Linked DNA regions of Mus musculus: region 2 is linked to region 1. The links are chromatin contacts, called in public HiChIP or PLAC-seq maps. All regions are on one chromosome and are shown on one strand. Each heading gives the region's core, a stretch centred on a gene start, on an enhancer-like site or on the middle of the called end of the contact. The rest is flanking DNA. Distances are from core to core; before and after follow the strand shown. Region 1 has its middle 8.9 kb from the start of Lyz1. Region 2 has its middle 12 kb from the start of Gm32141.

The links. HiChIP or PLAC-seq counts read pairs in DNA pulled down with a chosen protein or histone mark.
Region 2: a contact with region 1 is called in an H3K27ac HiChIP or PLAC-seq map of acute myeloid leukemia, with 3 times the contacts expected there. The contact joins two enhancer-like sites. A contact is called at or near these places in 2 of 39 promoter capture datasets (both in embryonic stem cells), 2 of 484 Hi-C or Micro-C datasets (nephron progenitors and trophoblast stem cells), 6 of 115 datasets of contacts at active chromatin or transcription factors (the HPC-7 cell line, T-cell acute lymphoblastic leukemia, acute myeloid leukemia and 3 more) and 3 of 9 other capture datasets (adipose tissue, embryonic stem cells and liver).

What each region holds. Positions count from the first base shown.
Region 1 is chr10:117,300,219-117,303,281 of GRCm38.p6, reverse strand. No RefSeq gene overlaps it. Among named protein-coding and RNA genes, the nearest start is that of Lyz1, 8.9 kb to the right of the region's middle. Within about 2 kb of position 1,286, at least 49 of the 459 cell types and tissues checked have an H3K27ac peak or open chromatin away from gene starts, as enhancers often do. A contact at or near this core is called in the HPC-7 cell line, acute myeloid leukemia, adipose tissue and 1 more, where this site is marked.
Region 2 is chr10:117,434,146-117,436,977 of GRCm38.p6, reverse strand. No RefSeq gene overlaps it. Among named protein-coding and RNA genes, the nearest start is that of Gm32141, 12 kb to the left of the region's middle. Within about 2 kb of position 1,412, at least 152 of the 459 cell types and tissues checked have an H3K27ac peak or open chromatin away from gene starts, as enhancers often do. A contact at or near this core is called in the HPC-7 cell line, acute myeloid leukemia, adipose tissue and 1 more, where this site is marked.

The DNA of each region.
Region 1 (3,063 bases), core at 37-2,536:
TCCTTTGAGGTGCTCTGCCTGCTGCTCCTTCTGTATCATCTTTGCCAGCTTGGAAACAATTAGGGCTTTCTCCAAACCTTTAACATTTAGGATGACCTTGGGGAAATGAGGGACTAGGAGTTAGACAGATTCCCTAATGGGCAGACGGATAGGGAGAGGGGCTGTGTCTAGGTCATGAAGATGGTGAACTTCTAAGATGGCCAACTTCTTCCTTACCCTCCTGACCTGAGACAAAAGCCAGCAGCTTAAAACAAAGACCTTATGGGCTTTTCTTCTGCCAATAGGGCTTCTACTGATGGACTGGCCCAAAAAGTTCAAAGGCCACATTAGGACATGCTTATACAACAGTTTGAAGCAAATCTTTCTTCAAACTGTCTAATCCTAAATTAGGGGAAGAAGACCCTTCAAAGACTTAAAATGAAAAGCCCTCAAGGAGAGGCTAGACTTCAGCTTCCCAAGTCCCCAGGCTGTTTTCTAGAGGATCTTTTCTCTCTGTGTGCCTGCTGTATGTGTGTGTTTCCTCACCCTAATAAAAACATCTGACCTCTAGAAAAGTTTTTTTAAAAAATGTATAAATGGTGCTGTGTTTGTGAGTTCAATTTCCACTTGACTAAGATATAGACTGTCCCATGCAAGCAACGAGACACCTCCAAGAGCTGTAGGAGAGAGGAAGAGTGGAATAACACAGTCAAAGTAAACACCTGACTAGAGCTATCGATAGCTCAGTGGTGGTTTGCTTGCCCAGTGTCTGTGGGGACCTGTGCTCCATCCCAAGAATATGAAAACAAAGAACTTTAAATTCTCCTGATCATCATTGATCAATTAACTTAAATGTCCAAAAGGAAGAGGGGACTGTCTTCTTTTGTATGAGTAGATACAAATTACTGTTGCTAAGAAGTTGGGCTGAGGCTGTGGCTCTGTGGTATAATGGGTGTTGAGAATGAACAAAATTGGATTTGATGCCCAGGACCAAGCAAAGGGGGAAAGAAAAGAAGTTAAAGCACTTTATGTTTCTAAATTTGACTTTCCTCAATCTTCCCTCTTATTACAACTCATTTGGAAGTTGAAATAAGCAATTTTTAGTTCAAAGAATGTGAATTTAATGAGTATACCATTGTGTAGACACAAGTGGAAACATTATGTGGAACTTCAGATACAAAGATCACATTGAATACAGAAATGAAATCTTGAAAACAGGAAACAAAAATGGGAACACTTAAGATCTTTGCAAATAAGACTGGATTTCATAACATGTTGGAAATTTTACTTAGAGATTGCACGATAATTTCCCAATTATATTTCTTGATGTGTAATACCCAGTCATTGTGTAAGTTCAGAAGTGGATCTTATGACATAACCAAAGTAGGAAGGAAACATCTGAGTATAATGTACAAAGAGGAAAACTTTCAGCCAATTTGCTTTGGTCCTGAAAGCTTAAGATAACAAAAACAATGGAGAATTGAGGAAGTGCTCATAAAGAAAGGTGTAATGCTCTGATGAGTTTATCAACAGCAGGGATATCTATTCACAAGTTCTTTCCAGATGCTTAGTGGTATTCTCTACACTAGACAAACAACTTAAAAGAAAAGTCAAGCTTAGGTTTTAAAAAAAATTTTTTTTAGATGTATCTTTGTTATTTTCTGTGTGGGAGTGCTTTGCCTGCACATATGTCTGTGCACTATGAGAGCCATCTACCCTTAGAGGTCAGAGTCTCTGGGACTGGAGTTACAGAAGGGTGTGAGCCATCGTGTGGGTGGTGGGGATTGAACCCTGTTTCTCTGCAAGAGAAGCAAGTGTTCTTAACCACAGAGCCAACTCTTCATCCTGAAAACTCACGTCTTTACATATATATATACATACATATATACAATAGATATATTGATAGGTGGATAAGTAGATACAGGTAGATATAGAGCTAGCTTAGCTAGCTATAGAGCTATATAGATATTGATAGATATAGTATGCAGAATGGTGTCAGGAACAGAAAAGGGTGCCTTACAGTGTGTAGGGTGAGAATTGGGATGGATAAATAGACACCTTACGTGTGTCAAGGATTAGAATTGAGTCCCTAAAGAACATATTCCCCTTTCAGTTCTATTTTTACAAGGATGTGTGGTAGATACAAAAGAGAAATGAAATGACCTGAATCTAAACCTGAGCCACTTACAGCGTTTCTTTGGGTATGACACTTTACACGCCACCCCTCCCCACAGCGTACTACTATTCATCTGTAAAATGTCTATTTATGCATATGACTTGTGAGAATTTTAAAGTTTAAGTGATTGCTCCTTTGAACACTTGATAGTTAAAGGTATTGCTTCTCTTTCATTTATAATCATATAGTCTAGATAATGACCAACTCTTGATGATACACTTTAAGAAATGTCTCCTGGTGCCTCTTATCCCTTCCCATAGCCTAATATTCTCCAGCACCCAGATATGTCAGGTATATAGCTGCTCTCTTAGAGTCCAATTATACATGATTTTTTAGGAAAAAGTTTGAGCCTATCACTCCCCAGTTTATTGTTCATAAATAGCTTCTGCTTGTCCCTGGGGTTAAGTCGTAGATTCCATTGCTTTGGGGATTCAGTAGTTAGGTCTGCCCCTGTCCCTTCAGTCTCCTCTTCCTTACTGTTCAGTGGACTGTTCTCAATCTTCCTCGGGTTTTTCTTGTCACACACTTCCTTTTTTTCCTCTAAGATTTAGTTTTATTTTATGTGTTCAAATTGTTTGCCTGCATGTATGTATGTATGTGCAGCATGTGTGTGCCTGGTGCATACCAATCAGACTAGGGCACCAAATCCCCTGGAACAGACGTTACAGATGGCTGTGAGCCACCGTGTGTGGTAGGAACAAACCCTGGTCCTCTGCATGTTCTTAATCTCTGAGCCATCTTTTCAGTCCTTCCTCTGGTCTTTTTAACAACATGCCCTGTCAGGCCCACTCTACCTAAATTTCCAAACCTTTTGAAGGGAACTTTTACCCCATTTTGTCTCCACTCAGAAACCAGGCCACAAACCATTTGCTCCAGTAGTAGACACCAAAGTCCATGAAAAAGACAGT
Region 2 (2,832 bases), core at 163-2,662, 130 kb before region 1:
GGCGCTATTTTAGGTCTAATGAGAGGAGAATTTGAAGCAGAAAGGGCAGGACACATTTGGACAGTAGGTGGCGCAATATCGTCCTCGTGTTGCTAAGAATTAGACCTGGAGGTGATGAGAGGAGTCAGGTAATCCAGGAGCAAACTCAATAGACAATTGCCGTGGAATGCATACATTTACACACACACACACACACACACACACACACACACACACACACACACACACACACACAGAGAGATATGCTTAGAAACCTGTGGATAGAAGTAACAACCCTACTGTAAAACTTGAATGCATTAATGCTCTCAGTGTAATTGTCCCCTATCCCTCCACGATGTTCCCCGGAAGTGCTCTGTCTACTCAACAATGGACCAAAGTGCTGACTGAGTGCATCACATCCCAGACACTTGCTGTTGACACAGGAGAGTCCTGTGCTCCAGGTCCTCTCTGAAGGGTGTGCCCTTTAACGGAGAGAGGACCTCATTCTTGGTGCAGCCACCATGCCATGGAAAACAGATGCCCATAGCCGGGGAAACCTGGCTGGCTTGAGGACCGCCCTGGCTTTGTTCTGGAATGGGTGGAGGTTTGCTTCAGCAAGAGTTTGGGTTCTTCTACTTGAGATGCTGGCGATACGGAAGAATCCAGAGAGGACAGAGGGAGTTTGGGAGAACAAGGCTTGCCCTTCTGGGACAGATGGCCAAAGGCCAGCCACAGCAAGGAGATTTGATCCAGTGTTAGACCTGCCGCTCAAAGGCTAAACAGAGCGTGGGACCCCTAACGGCAGAACCTGGACTAAATGGTAGGTAACCAGGCATCTTGTGAAAACGCAGAGTGGGTGAGCCAGGTAGTTCAATTTTAAACTGAAGCAAGGAGCTCAAGAACTAGACGTGTCCTCAGAGAGAAGCGAGTGTTTAGCAGTTCCTGGAGTATCTAAAGGAGGCCGATGCAGAGCAGAACAACGTGGATTATTCAAGAGATCTAGAAAAGGAAGGTGTCAGCATAGTGCCGCGTGTGTGCGTGCAGCAGCATCACCAGAGAGCTGGGCCGGCGCCACATTCTGGGCTCTTGTAACTGTATTAGCCTTGTGCACTATGCACAGAGCAGACGGAAAACTGCCCCGAGGACTTGAAATTAATCTGTGTGGAATAAACATATTACACTGGATGCTCACAGGTACACGGTCAGTTCAGATAGGTAAGGCAGGCAGTACAGAGGCCAGCAAGATCAGAACTGGGGGAGGGCATCAACAAATCCAGAAAATATGAATCCAGTGTGGGGACGCGGACCTGCCCTTCCCCTTTGCTTGTATGTCACAAAAACTGCACGTTTCCTGATCACAGAGACACCCTCTTCCGACCTCAGCTTGCGGTGAGGACGTGGACTACCACACGGTGGCGCTGCCGTCTAATCGTTTGTCTCTTAGGTCATCCCGTTTGTCGTGATGGCCACCACGTGTGCGTTGACCGCCTCTTCTTCTTGTTAGCTTACAGGCTAAACGAGATCTGGGAGCCACCATGAAAGGGAGAATTCTCCCTGATGGAGTCGCAAGATTCCGGCCCTCGTCGCAGTGACATTTTTCTCTCATTGGTATGCGTGCTCTTCAGTCCCTCGGGACATTTCAATGATAGAGGTCAGCACAATCAACAAAGTCATATACTGTCACTGCTGAGGTCAGATTCCGGGCCACGGGAAGGCCTTCGGGTCATTTTTATTTACTCTGTCTCTTTGTTAGCGCAGAATTCTGAAGCTCTTACTGAGCTGACCCTGGTTGAGAGCATCGTGGCTTGACTTCCTCTTCTGCCCAGTCTTGCAGCTGATCCTGAGGGTACTCTTTAATAAGCACACTGAAAACAAGTCTGAAGCACCGCCATTATTTGAGAGAATGAAGTCAACACTCAAAGAGAAGCGGAAACCAGAGAGAGAGAGGCTGGGCACAGTCAACCGGAGAGCCAACTCTAATGCAGGCTTCCTGTGGTTTGACTTGTAACAACCAGATGGTTCACGTTTGAAAATATTCTGTCTCCAGGCTGGTTTGAGCCGGCTCTTTAAACAGATAAGAGGCGTCTGAACACACTGTATGGGCTATTCTTAAATATTAGTTTAAAGGATCCCTCGATTTAGACAGCTTGTTGAAATTCTTGTCTGATAGCACATACAAGCTACTTGAACATTCTGCATTTTGATTTCTTTTATTTTCTTTAAACTTTTTTATTATTAATTAACTTACTCATCTGTGTTGAGCCAGGGTCTCAAGTACCCCAGGCTGGCCTTGGACTTTCTATATAGCTGAGGATGGCCTGGATCTTCGGATCCTCCTGCGTGCTGGGATTACCGGCACGTGCGACCATACCTGCTTTCTGGAGAATAGGGAATTGAGCTGTGGACTTTGCACAAATTTAGCAAGCACTCTGCCAGCTCCCCCAACCCCAACCCCAACCCCTCACCCCAGCCTTGCTTGGTTTCTTCAGTGCTGAATTAACACTAGCAAGGACCTACTTCATGGCACTATTGGACGAATTAGATGAAGAAATACACGCAGGTTGCCTGGAACAGGGCTGGACACATTAGGAACCTCTTCAAGTTATTGGCTCCAGGTTCAGGTCACCCGTTACCTGGGACTTTCTAAGAAATACCTTTGCTGCTCTGAGGATTGGTAAAATCATGGCAAAAGATGACCAAGAACTCGTCTGGAGTTCCAGGAGGCGAATGCCTAAGGGAGCGAACTCAGTAGCAAGACCGAGGGACTCTGGCACAGGGGGGAGCCTAGGTCTCCTCAAGCTGTCCTTGGGCGGTGCTGCCAGCACCATATGCAAACAAGGTTCTGTCTTCACC